Linked DNA regions of Mus musculus: region 1 is linked to region 2. Evidence: chromatin contacts called from public Hi-C data. All regions are on one chromosome and are shown on one strand. The core of a region is the stretch at or near the end of the contact, and the rest is flanking DNA. Distances in the headings are between cores, read along the strand shown. Region 1 holds the start of Cobll1 (Cobl-like 1). Region 2 overlaps Grb14 (growth factor receptor bound protein 14).

Evidence for each region. Hi-C and Micro-C count contacts between places; a contact is called where the count stands out from the background.
Region 1: a contact with region 2 is called in a Hi-C map of Sertoli cells, with 2.6 times the contacts expected there. The contact joins the promoter of Cobll1 here to the enhancer-like site in region 2. A contact is called at or near these places in 8 of 484 Hi-C or Micro-C datasets (the HL-1 cell line, Sertoli cells, brown adipocytes and 5 more), 1 of 115 datasets of contacts at active chromatin or transcription factors (the NIH/3T3 cell line) and 2 of 9 other capture datasets (adipose tissue and liver).

Annotation. Positions count from the first base shown.
Region 1 is chr2:65,236,933-65,243,857 of GRCm38.p6, reverse strand. Cobll1 (Cobl-like 1) reads left to right here and starts at 5,067. Exons shown (of 14, transcript NM_177025.6): 1 at 5,067-5,495. The coding sequence starts at 5,419. Gm13594 (a long non-coding RNA gene) reads right to left here. Exons shown (of 2, transcript XR_001783320.2): 1 at 5,776-6,925; 2 at 3,662-4,352.
Region 2 is chr2:64,957,675-64,964,767 of GRCm38.p6, reverse strand. All of the region lies in intron 2 of Grb14 (growth factor receptor bound protein 14), which reads left to right. Among named protein-coding and RNA genes, the nearest start is that of Grb14, 62 kb to the left of the region's middle. Within about 2 kb of position 2,382, at least 28 of the 459 cell types and tissues checked have an H3K27ac peak or open chromatin away from gene starts, as enhancers often do. A contact at or near this core is called in Sertoli cells, cortical glia and granulosa cells, where this site is marked.

The DNA.
Region 1 (6,925 bases), core at 3,818-6,317, 280 kb before region 2:
TTTGTGTCCATAACATAACATAATTCATAATACATTCAGTTTGCCTTCAAAAGTCCCCATAGTTTATACAGTCTCAACCCTATTTAAAAGTCCAAAGTCCAAAATCTCTTCTGAGAGCCATGGCAATCTCTTATCTGTAATCCCTTCTAAAAGCAAAAACAAAAAGCAGATAACATACTTCTAACATATAATGACACAGGATATACATTATAGTTCCAATAGGGAGAAAAGTGAGCGTACTGGACCAAAAACAAGAAGGAAAACCAACAGGCAAAACTCCAAACTGTATCTCTATGTCTAATGTCAGATCTTCAGATCTCCAACCTCTTTCAGCTTTGTTTAATGAAGCATACTTCTCTCTCTTATTAACTCCCTGTTAACAGCTCTCCTTAGTTATCCCACAGCTCTGACATCTTCAGTATCTTGGGGTCTCCATGGCAATCCAGGCTTCCCCTTCACAGCTACACACACCAAGGCCACATCTCCAATAATGGCACTCACTATGTCTATGGGAGCCATTTTCACTCAAACCACCCCAGTATATACGTTTACTTTCTTATTACTACTCCACAGTGAGAATTTTCAAGCTAGGTGTATTGGCTGTTCTTGTTTGTCAAGCACTAAAACCTAAGCAGCCGAGTACACCTTTGAGGGATTTTTTTTTATTAATCTTTTTTTTTAAGATTTATTTAATTTATATGAGTATACTGTAGTTGTCTTCAGACACAGCAGAAGAGGGCATCAGATCTCATTATAGATGGTTGTGAGCCACCATGAGGTTGCTGGGAATTGAACTCAGGGAATTGAACGCTGGGAATTGACTGCTCTGGAAGAGCAATCAGTGCTCTTAATCTCTGAGCATCACTCTAGCCCGTGAGGGATTTTTTTTTCCTTAAATAAATCATTTGAAGTGGGGCAACCCACTTTTAATCCATATCTTTTGAGGTAGGAAGATCTACCCCTAATCTGGCCTCTACCTCAGGTGGCAGTTAATATAAACAACATGGAAGAAAGGTCTCCCTCTTTGCCTGTTTGCCCCCATTCTTGCTGGCTGGTTCATCCTTTCACTGGTATTAGAGCCTACTTTGAGATTCTGGCATATACTGAAGATCAGCTGAGATATCTAGCCTCATGGATTGAATAACACTCTTGGACCTTCCATTTGTATACAGCCATTGTTAGACTGGCTGGACTACAGTGTTAGGCACTGTAATGAGTTTCTCTCTCTCTCTCTCTCTCTCTCTCTCTCTCTCTCTGTGTGTGTGTGTGTGTGTGTGTATGTGCATGTGTTTTATAAATTCTGTTCTACTACAGAACCCGGACAATCACTAAGTTATCACTCAAGGATGTGCACAGAAAACCTGACATTTATTTTGAGTCTTGTGTAGCTCAGATTGGCTTTAAACTCAGTATGTAGCTAAGGCAGAGCTTTATGTTCTTCCTGCCTTCACCTCCCAAGCAAGAAGGACCAATGTTTCCTCCTTATAAGGGCCAACTCACCTCCCATCTGTTGTTTTCAGTCATCCTCCAGGGCCTGTGAACTAAAAAGCCCTTCTTAGACTCCTTTGTTTTAAGAATGTTGTTTAACAGTTTCTTCCTAGATTAAAGCATTCCATCCTGTTGGAAAGCTCCTTACGCAGGAAAGTAAACAACTCAAGAGAGCTTCAGGAAGTCCCTGAAACTCATGAGATTGACTAGGTACTTCCCTGTCAGAGTAATCAAAAGCAGAGAATTCCTCTCAGATCAAGTGACGCCACGTTGCCTACGAAGACTCAGACAAACTGAGCTTCCAGGAAGGTTCTCACGAAGAAGAAAGTCTGCAAAAAAGACTCTTGAGACTAGATGAGCTGCCTGATAGAAGCAGAGCCCAGCCAAGCTGTCTGGAAGGGGGTTAGACCAACTGACGTACCTAGAAAGGACATCTCCTAATTGTGGAGCTGCCTGTAGGCTATTCAGTGTGTTCCATGGGGTGGGCTTTTGGGATACAAGTGTTTGGAGTAATTTCTGCTCCTGTAAGTAACCCTAATCAAACTCATTGGTTCACCAAATCAGACTTTAGTGGTATCTGTACTTGGGTCTGTTTCAGGTTTCCTAATTGGGGTGAGTAGATATGTGTTGCATCTCCCCGGGGAAAAGTTTTGTCACACAACAAATCTCTTAAGTGAAATCTTTAAGATTTCTTCCATTTCCCTATTCCACAAATATTTGCAGACTGTCTTCTGTGGTGTGAGCTGCATTTAGAAGACAAGGGTGCGCGCAAAGCCTCTTCTATCCAAACCCCTCCTAGTCTGTGTAACAGTCAGTTGTCACTGTCCATTTTCCTGAACTTAGATCACCCAGATTAATAAAACCATACCCATGGAGCTGTGGACAAGGACAGTTCTAGAAAGATGAACTGCTGTGGGGAAACCAGTCCAGTTGTGAGCAGTACCTTCTCTTGGGTTAAGGGCTCATAGGAAATAAAACCTGAAAAAAAGGAGGAAGCCAGCCCAGTGCTGGCACATGCCTTTCTCGTTTTCCTGGCCACCATGCATGGACTGCCGCTCTCCATCACACCATTCCTGACCTGATGAGCAGATACCTCTAAGTCCCTAAAACTGGGAGCTGAAATCAGTCCCACTCCCCTGCTGTTGTGTGGTATTTTGATCACAGCAATGAAAAGCTAACTGAAACAGGTGCAGCAGCCGTTGTCCACCTAACAATCAAATCAGTTGAAGAGAGAAAGGGCTATTTCTATCCGTGCTATTATTCCAAAGTGATAATATCTGAGACAATCCCTGCATTGATGATGATTGGATGAAATTGGAGGGGAGATTTCCAAACAAGAAAATGGAGCAACATCTGGACAGACTTGGACAACTTTCAGAGGGACTGGGAAGGGGCTGTTTTCCAGCATTATGTTAAAAAAAAGGGGGGTTATTTAAAAACAATGATTACCATTGCCGATAAATTATGCAGTTACAAGATTACAGCATAGACAGTAATGTATAAGAATATGAAGTATAGTCTTGGTTCTGAAAGATGCTGAACAGTTTATTGACTTAATCTCAAAATAGATAATTAGTGCTTTGGGGGATTCTGCTGCAAACCCCGAGCCTCTCCAAGAAGAGGTGCTCAGGGTAATAGTGTAACATATTTAGGATCCTTCAACTTAGTGTCACCTCCATCTTGACCCATCTCTGCAGGATGACAAGAGTAGGTTACAGCAGGCTCAGCACTCTCCTTAACGTGATTCTACCAGGAAATGAAACATCTCACTTGTCAAGCAAGCCATTTGGGTAGGCTCAATTTCAGTGTGTGGAAAGTATGACCCTGCCCGGTGCCCAAGAACAAAAGGATGTAAGGGAAAAGTGGTGTCATGAAAATTGCACTCAGCAGTTACGAAATGTTGTAAAAATCTCTTAAAGATTAGCCTAACTGGAATCCATAATAGTACTAGGATGCCATAAATCAAGGTTGAAACTAATTAAGTGCTTGATCCTGTGATTCAAAGTTATAAACTTTAAGTAGTTTCAGTGTTCCTTGCTATTTACAGCCTGTCTATGCAACAGCTGTAAATCTGCTTATCCATTTACGGTCAGAAAGGATTCATGAACTTGTCAAACCAGTGTTATTATTTAAAGTCTAAAATCCAGATCCATTTCAAACAATTGCCTCGTTATTAGTCAAATTATTTAAAAGCAACTTTTAATGATAGAGTTCTAACACAGTCATCGCAGAAGTCACCACGATCTTCACCTCCATTTCATATTCAAAGATGTACTGAGACCATATTCACCACAAGGGAGAGGAAAGAGACAAAATCCAATTATGTGGAGTAGTAGTTAGTACTTTTGGTTCCAGAAATTATTGGTGGTGGTTGTAATGAATGAGCAACAAAGAACCTTTAATTAAGCACGGGTTATAAATACTAGTTTAATTTTAATGTGAACCAAAAATGTTAAGTCCTTTGTTATCCTACATCATGTTTTTATGCCTACAGATTTGCCACTTGAGGTATCCATTTATATATTTTTAATTTAGCATTATTTCCTGATGTTCGCTTTTGGACTCATCAATATGATTTACTTTAAAACAGTTGGCAAGGGTCTAAGGGTAAGGAGACAATATGCACCCGGTTGTCAGGTGGCACGTCTCCTCTGAGAAGAACTCTTGCAGGAACCGAAACTACAAACAAGCAAGCACTGTCTGAGATTCCTTTATTCCTGTGAAACTTCCAGGAGGCCACTAAATCTCTGCTGTTCTTTCTTAGCTTATAGACTGTCATCATGAGAACGTCCAGTCCTCAAATCCCAGCTGTTGGCTGTTTACATCAAGAGAGGCATGTCTGGGAAGACTGGACGAGCTTAAACCTGCCAGGGATTAAAAAGATCACAATGTCAGAGGTGCCTTTTAAGGGCTAGCAACCGTAGGGGTCAGTAAGGTTAAAAAGAAAATCCTGCACTTCGAAGGTCAGACTGCAGGTGGTCAATCAGCAGGACTCGGTCCATGAGCTCTCCTCACTTCCGCTACAGCTTGGGTCCTCCCTGGGGTTTTGCTGGCCAGGTAGCCTCCCTGTCCGCCCACTCTTCCTCTTGGGTTCGCGAGGCTTCCCAAAGCTACTCAGTGTCAGTGGGGACTAAAACGAGCAGCCTAGACGCTTCCTCTCCACCGGCCTCCCCCGCGGTACCTAAAAGCCGCGTGCTCCGCGGAGGGGTGCGGGGTGGGGTAGGAAATTCCTCCTCGCTCCACGTCCCCGCCCGCTCGCCCTACCCGTCCCCTCTCCGGCTGGCTGCTCTGCTCGCTCCGATGCTGACCTCGTCACCCTCACTTCTGCAGAGCGAGGTGGCCGAGGCGGCTGCGAGCTCGGGGCTCCCGGCAGGGCCATGGGGCAGGGTGAGTTGGGGCGCGGGCGCGGCGGCCGGGGGCCGGCCGCTTTCCGCCGCGCGCTCGCTCCGGGCGTCCGAGCTAGCCGTGCGGGGGAGGAGCGGAGCCTGGACGGGCCGGGTCCCCTAAAGCGGGCAGTGGCTTGGGAAGGCGGGGGCGCTGTGGTTCGCAGCTCCTCCGGAAAAGTTTGCACGGGATTCAGTTGGTGCGCAGCGGGCCGCTGGAGCCCAAGCACTGCGGGCGTGGCGACCGTCCCGCGCCCGGTCCGCTCCTCCTCCTCCTTCACAGCCCGGGCTGCCGCGCGCCGCCCCTTCGCCCGGGACTGGCTGCGGGCTGCGGCCGGGGCGGGGACCTGTAGCCGTCGTCGCGGCGCCCTCGGGCAGGGACCGACCGGCAGGTGGAAGCGCCCCGGGGAGGCGGGGCCGCCCCTGGCTGCCGTGGGTCGAGGCGGGCTCTTGGCCCGGCCGCTCCCGCCCTGACCCGCCGGCCTCTCCCACCCTAGCAGTGACGCGCCGCCTCCGAGCCCGAGCCCGCGCCGCGGCCAGCAGCGCGATGGACCGCAGCGTCCCGGATCCCCTACCCCGCAGCGCGCCCCGCACCCCCGCCATGCAGCCCGCGGGCTCCGCAGGGTAAGTAAGCCTCCCTCCCGGCCGCCGAGGCCTCGCGCGCTTCACCTGCCCGAGGCGAGCTCCCCGCGGGGCCGCCGGGCTCCCGGGCCGACCCACACGCGGGCGGGAGACTGCGTCCTCCCGGACGAGTCGGGGTGGGGGGTTCGGTACTTTGGGCAAGCTTTCCGATCGGGGTTACGGAAGGCCAGGCGAATGGCAGGCGTTGGGTGAGGAGTCCCGGAGCAAAAGTGGTAACAAAGGGCCCCTTGTTGGGGCTCTGTAGCGGCGGGGGGGACGACACCTGTAAGCGCGCTCCGGGAAAGGAAGGAAAAGTTTCCACAGCCAAGCGCTCCAGCCCAGGAGGATGGTTTCTGTCAAGGTGACTGCAAGGAAGGGGCTTCCTGAAAGTCCACGGAGGGCGCAGCAAGGTGTGCCAGCTGTCAGCCCGGCTTGACAGTTCCGGGAGCAGGCGGGGTGCTCGCCTCTGACTGGGGGTGTGTGTGTGTATGTGCTTCTGGCCAATTGGTGATGCCAAAGCCGAGTGCGAAGTCAGTCGCATTGGCAAACACCTATACTTTTTTTTTTTTTTTTTTACCGTCACGTGTTTGAGGAGCGATTGGAAGGGAAGGGGCTGTCACATGGTGAGTTAATATTAAATGAAGCATGCCTTCCTGCCAAATATGCTAAACATCACTCTGTTAAACGTTTGGGTAAACAGTGGTGGGAACAGGTAGTCCTGCAAGGGCCAAGGAGAACTTGAGAATAACCTTTGTCGTAGTAAATGGTCAAGCTACACAACCCTGTCCTAGGTGAGACCGCCTCACTGCTGTCATGTAGCCTCTTTGCCATAAAGCACCCCCAGTTTCTCTTTTTCTTTGTTAATCAGAACCTAGAAATGCCTTAAGCAGAGTATGAAAATTCCGGAAATTGGAACATTAAGGAACAGGCGACTTTGTAAGCAATGAATGAAAGTCGTTCTTTTTTTTTTTTTTCCCCTGGTTTAAGAGTGAAGAAGTCATTTTTCCCTGGAACATGACAGGCGTTTCCTTAGGAGCAAGTCACAGCATGTTTATTCATCAGAGGCCATGCGAGCATTGGCAGTTGTCTAGAGGAAACATGGAAGAGTCTCAAGGCAACATGACTAATCTAACAGATATTTAGTGTAATGCTTACATAGAGGAAACATGCAGTGTATGAATTCGTTCTTTTTTCCTCTAAATTTCGATCTCCTCCATGCAAATATCCCCTATTGCTGTAGAGCGCTACTTTTTTCTTGGGGGGGCGGCTTTCCACCGTTTAGATACTAATGTGTCTCCTTCCATATATTTTTACCGTATGGAGAGTAAGTGTGTCGGTAGGATGAGGTAAAGCAAGGCCTGGAGACAGAGCTGTGGATTAATGTAAGTTAATGTCATACAAGCTTTCACACAAAACTGAATTAGACTCTCAGA
Region 2 (7,093 bases), core at 1,133-3,632:
CCTCCTCCCCTCTCCTTTTGTCCTTCTTTCTCACTGTGTGAACTGATTTGAACTTTTTCACTTACACATGTATAGTGGTTATTCTGAGAATAAATGGTTACTTAAAAACTGAAAGGAGACATCAGGATAACATTGTGCCCAACCTAAGCTTAACCAGTGGTTTTCTGCCTTAAGTGTGGTTAAGTGTTTGTTAGCATCTGAGAAGGTTTGTATCATGTAAAGAGGAGTTAACCCTACATGACTACATGTATCTTAAAACACTGACTATTCAGAGACAGGTCTTGGATGACGTCATTGGGAAATTAGCAAGGGATTTTTGACTTGACTCTGTATAATGTACATTGGATTCAAATGCACAGAAATGTGTGTGTGTGTGCACGTGTGCACATATGTGCATGTGCACATAAGTATGTGGGGGTAGCTTAGAATGGAAGCTTATACCTATGTGTGTCCACATATGCACATGTGCACATATGTATATGGGCATAACTTTGGATGGAAGCCTATATATGAGGCAGATTTGCATATGTGGCAATGTGGAATCTCTTTCCAGGTCAACTTTAGGACATGTCCACTAGTGAGACTATAAGGGGCTACTTTTGTCCAGGAATGCAAACTTATTTGAAACATCCCAAATCTTTTCCTATTGCATTCTGGCCCTAGTATGCAGAACTAGACCCCTGGCTACTCAGGTTCTTGAGTCTTGATTTGTTTGCTTTGACCAGGCACTTTTTTAAATGGGATATTTTCTTTATTTACATTTCAAATGTTATTCCCTTTCCCAGTTTTCCCCGATCCTGGAAACCCTCTATCCCATCCTCCCTCCCCCTGCTTCTATGAGGCTGTTCCTCCACCCACCACCCACTCCTACCGTCAATTCCCCTACACTGGAGCATCTATCAAGCCTTCACAGGACCAAGGACCTCTCCTCCCATTGATACATGACAAGGCCATCCTCACATATGCAGCTGGAGCCGTGTATATTCCTTGGTTGAAGGCTTAGTCCCTGGGAGCTTGGGGGGGTGGTTCTGGTTAGTTGATATTGTTGTTCTTCCTATGGGGTTGCAAACCCCTTCAACTCCTTCAGTCCTTTCTCTAACTCCTCTATTGGGGACCCACCCACCGCTCAGTCCAATGGTTGACTGTAAGCATCTGCTTCTGTATTTGTAAGGCTCTGGCAAGGCCTCTCAGGAGACAGCCATATCAGGCTCCTTTCAGCATGCACTTCTTGGCATCCACAATAGTGTCTGGGTTTGGTTACTGTATATGGGATGAGTCCCCAGGTGGGACAGTCTCTGGATGACCTTTCCTTCAGTCTCTGCTCCACACTTTATCTCCACATATGCTCCTGTATTTTATTCCCCTTCTAAGAAGGACCGAAGCACCCACACTTTGGTCTTCTTTCTTCTTGAGCTTCATGTGATCTGTGAATTGTATCTTGAGTATATGGAGCTTTGGCAAATGGATGGAACTAGAAAATATCATCCTGAGTGAGGTAACCCAGTCACAAAAGAACATACATGGTATGCACTTAGTGATAAGGGGATATTAGCCCAGGCACTCTTTATAACTGTCAAACGGAAGCAGAGCAGCAAGCAAGCGACTGCTAAGCCAAGGCTACTACACAGAAGGTGTGGCAAACTTCCATCCTGTAGTCTTAAAAATAAATAACATTAGGGATGAACTTAAAGACCTTGGGTTAGTAGGAGCTTGAGGGACCTGACTACTTAAAACCCCAATCTTTCAAATGTGAGAAAAGGTCTGGGGCAAATCTGCTGTTAGTAGCTAGCTCCCCTTTCCATTATGGTTCTGTCACCATCAGCTGTTGAGCAGTCAATTCTCTTGCCCCTATTGAGGAGAGCCTTGTAAAACTTCTATTTTAAACCTTATTACTGTATTCTCAGATAATTTTGAGAGGTGCTTTGTAATTGGGGTGTGGCAGATTTCGTTCTCCATTTTACTGGTCTGAAGGGAACCCGGTGCTCAGCATGTCCGGATGAGACCACCCTTCTCCTTGGTCTGCTGGCAACTGTGAAGTGTCACTAGTTCTGCTACAGCAAACCCAGTCTTATTGTTGTTGTTGTCATTGTTGTTATTATTATTTGCTTTTCTTCTTCCTCAATACCTTTTCTCATACTATTTGCTTTACCCAGGTTCCCCCTCCCTCTGTGTTTCAACTTTTTACACAATGTCAAATATGACAACAGGCCACTTTAAGTCCCAGATTGGGTTTTGTTCAGCTGAGACTTTCTATGAAAACTTGCTACTATTTTCTCTTTGGTCTGCATGTGTGGTTTCAAACTTGAGGGCTCAATAGTGTTGTTGTGGAATCCGTAATGTCTCACTTGGGGTTACAGACAATGAGTCTATTCACCATAGAATAACTATTTCATTTGTCCATTGTGAGCCCCGTGTTCTGTGGGCTGCTGGAGAGAAGATAGGAAGCCGCTGTGACTGATGTTGTGTGGTGTTCTGTGTAGCAATGGCTTTGTGGGTTTGATGGCACAGGTACACCACGCATGGTATAGACATTCTGGCCTTAAACTGGAAAAGTCATTGACATTTTCCTTCCAAGAAATAATGGTGTATCTGAGACTTTAGGGAAGAAAAGTAGGTTTCAGGGAGATAGTTCAGATAGTACCAGTAGTCAGTGCACTATGTCAAAGCATGCTGTGTTCTGGAAGGAGCTAGGCACTTGTAAGAAACTGAGGGTGAGTGGGGGTGGGGTTGGGAGTGGGGGTGGTGAGATCAGGGAGGAAGGAGCAGGTTGTGTGGAATGAAGCTGAAAAGCAGACTAGGATAAGGCATGGTCTTTGTTATGTCAGTTCCCGAGAGTCAATATTCGTGACATTTGCGTGTTTTGAACGAATGTAACTAATTAAAAATGCATAGTTTCTGCTCAGGCATAAGGATTGTTGAATATTTCTTTCAAATTTCCTAAGACTTTGTTATGTGGTGTCTCTAAGCTATGTACTCCTTTGCTCTCAGTATTTCACACCTAGAAAAAGTTGAGGAAGGGCGCAGGGAGCAGCAGCTTTGCTGGAGTTACTGAGGGCTGCTGGAGCAGCGTTCTTTTGGAGATTCATTGTTTGAAAAGCAGAGATATGGAATAAGAACTAATGAACGCATTATTTCCATCCCCTTAAGCAAACACACAGGCTTGTTTAATTCAAAATCCTTACACTGTCTCCTCTTATCTCTGGCCACAGCATTCCTTATTTAGAAGAATGTGAAGATCCAAGGCTGCTCTGACCTTGCTATAAAAATATTCATATGATTTAAGTACATTTGCTCTCTGTTTAAAGAAAAAAAACAGCAAGAAATCTTGAAGCATCAGAAAATGTTTTGTAATCTTTCTCTAGTTGCTCATAACTTTGGAAGAGTTATAGAAACAAAATGAGCTCCACTTTGGGTCCTAGTGCAGGGAACTCTTCTGTGGACTTTTTGTCTTAACTTTAATCTTCTAGTAATTATACGTTAGTGATAGAAATAATGGATACATAGGATTAAAGAATGAAACTTAAACACTGGAAGATACACTTAAAATATGTTTATCACATTATTTTAAATACAGTACTAGTTAATATTAATTGAGCTCAGATTTTTTTCCTAGACACTCTAGCCCAGGAGCAACACAGTCCAGTCATGCTCCAGTCATCATTCCTCTGTTTGCCCTTTTTCTTCTTTCTCTCTCTCCATTCTATTTGTTTTTTGTTTTAATGATTGATCTCATACACTTCCCCACTGTGACAAGCTGTGTTCTCTCTCTTATTCTCTGAAGAAGCTGAGGACAGTGAGGGCAGGACGTGGGGCATTTATCAGTTTCCCAGGATGGCAGTTTGGAAAGCCCTTGGCAAATACTCATTGGACACTCCTGATGCATCCCCAAAGCTCTTGAGTGCATCCAGCTTGGAAGGAACTGGGGATCCTCTTGCATCCCATTGTTGTGGTCAGCTATGGGGGGGGGGGGGAGGGGGGTTAAGGAGAGGGGGAGAGACCTTGTTTAGTGTCTGCTCTGTCTTCCTGGGCTTTTCCATATAATAAACTTCTCTGAGAATCAAATTCCAGGTAATTTCACAGAAATCCAGAGTGTTCTGAGAACAAGGCAGTGTGTATTGCCCTCACTCTCAGCCTCTCTCTTTCTCTCTTTATTTTGGTTCTTTTAGACACAACCTTCAGCTTATATTTGAAGTATTTTGTCTCTAAGTCTAGAGGTTGTAAGGCCCTCGAATGTTTTTCTGAAGTCAACCTTTTTTTCTTCTTCTTTCCTCTCTATTGTTGTGTCTTTTATTTAAAAAGAAAAAAAAAGGTGGATTTTGAAATCTCTTTCTGCTGCTCACTTTGTATGGGAGAACTGGTTTGCTGGATCAGGAGTCTAAAGACATTCTGGTATATCCCCGTAAACGGATACACTCACTGACACTCGAGACTGTGAGGACTACACTACCGTGACCAGTGATTTTCGTGCTTCAAGTGGGCGCTGTTAGAACAGATTTGAAGTTGTAAACTGCTCCTAAGGCAGAGATGGCTCAGTTTTCTCAGTCTGTCAATCATCCATCCACATGGAAGGATTTCTCATCAGAGCCATTGTATATACCGTGGCATCCTTTGGGGCAGTCTGTTTATGCTAGGGAGATGCTGTAAACATATCCCATCAGAGCTGTGTGTCTCTTGTTACTCAACTGTCTTTTCCATTGGGAAGCAAAGTCTGTTCCTATTCTTTGGCTCCAAGCAGAATTTCATTTGGTGTACAATTGCAAATGATATTAGTCTTCTCATCCTATTTTCTTCACACTAGAAAGCAAGCTGGGAATTCGGGGGACTTAACTAGAAATGTATTACATCCCTTTATTAAGTAGCATGGTCATACAAATGCCCAGCCCTTTTTATCTTTCAGGCTGCAGCGGAAACAGGATGCTAATATTATGTTCTAAGGGTTCTGAAGAGCAGAACTGCTTGTTTTCCCACGATCCTTAACAGCCCCAGCTTGAGGTGTGCACCCATCAGTCCCGTGTCTTCTGTGAGGAACTGATTTCTTTTTCTTAGATAGGAAGGTGTACTAATGCTTTTTGCAAGAGGCCTAATGCCACTTGAGAGTTGAAGCTTACTTTATCTTTTCTGTCGTCACGAATTTAAAGGAGATAAGTAGACATAGAACAGAGTTCTCAAGGCCTTTCTGCACTAGTGACATAAAAAAGTTTCTATAAACAAGTGGGTTCCAGAGACCTCTGGGATGTGCTGTAGAGGAAAGCTAAACTAGGTGAAATCTCGTCTTGCTCTCTCACACACACACACACACACACACACACACACACACTCTGCACACATACTATACAAACATACACACACACACACACACACATACACCAATATACACCCTGTATATGTACACACACATACACACACAAACACATAGTACACATAGCTCACACAACACACACTTTACATACACACCTTACACATACACATGTATATACACATACTTATCACCTATATATACATGTGCCCACAATACCACACATATACATATATGCACATAAATACATATATACAAAAGTGTATATTTGAAAAACACCAGCATTAAATTTTTTTCTTTTACAAAATCTGCCTTTGAAATGGAGTTAAAACCAAAGTATTTTTTCTTTATTAAAATCAATAACACTTATTCCATGAATTTCAACTGGCTTTAAAGCCTTGTTCCAGGAAATTTTCTATTGACATTGCTTCTGAAATTTAATTTTCTGGTACTTATGTGCTAGTGATAGATATAATTGGTAACATGTAATAAGATAATGAGGCTCTTAACTTACATGTTCCAATCTTGAAAATCTGTAACAATGCAGGTTGCACGGAGCAATGCGTTTCCTGAATGAGTGGTTAAAAATTTCTCTTCTCAGTGCTTTGCCTGCTCTGTACTTTCCTCTCATTTACAATCTAGCATAGCTCCCGAGTGTCTCTAACTTTTACATTTTCTTAGTTTCTTTGAAATAAAACATGGGGTTGGAAAATGAGAAGCAGGCTTCTCTGACACAGGTGATGAGAGTTTGCTGTAAGAAAACACATGGGGTAGTCAGGAGGTTGAGGGGGCCTTTCCTGCTCGCCCATCCTTCAGTCACCCTTCCTGGGTTTTTGCTCCAGGATACACCATTGCTCCACTGAATCAGGTTCACTGATGCTCAGTCAGGGGTTATACTGTCCTGGATGTGGGCAGGAACACCCTCTAGAGTTTGATCCTGTCCGCTGTAAGCATGGCCACATGGGGAGCAGCGGAAACATCCTTAGAAAGCCAGCCCTGGCCTCCTCCAGATCCACATGTAAGAGGCATGCCCTTATGAACAACAGCCTATTTAGATAACATGGCCCAATGAGATGCCACAAAAATCACTATGTGGGGAACTGCTAAAAACCAGATGAGAAGAAGGAAACTTCAGCGACAATCCTGACTGGCTTTGAACATGTGCTTTCAGACACCAGTGGCTTTGTATCTTGAGACTGCCATATTGAATCAGTTCGTACTTGGACTTTCTTTCCCCAGTACATGAACCTTGCCTTTCCATTTATTTATTTATTTATTTATTTATTTATTTATTTATTTATTATTCGATATTTTCTTTATATACATTTCAAATGCTATCCCAAAAGTTCCCTATACCCTCCCTCCACCCTGCTCCCCTACCCACCCACTCCCACTTTTTGGCACTGGCATTTCCCTGTACTGGGGCATATAAAGTTTGCAATACCAAGGGGCCTCTCTTTCCACTGATGGCCGACTACATCATCTTCTGCTACATATGCAGCTAGAGACACGAGCTCCGGGGGTACTGGTTAGTTCATATTGTTGTTCCACCTATAGGAATGCAGGTCCCTTCAGCTCCTTGGGTGCTTTCTCTAGGTTCTCCATTGGGGGCCCTGTGTTCCATCCAATAGATGACTGTGAGCATCCACTTCTGTGTTTGCCAGGCACTGGAATAGCCTCATACGAGACAGCTATATCAGGGTCGCTTCAGCAAAATCTTGCTGGCGTATGCAATAGTGTCTGGGTTTGGACATGCACCTTTCCTGAACAGAGATATTTTTGAGTAATTATATTTAC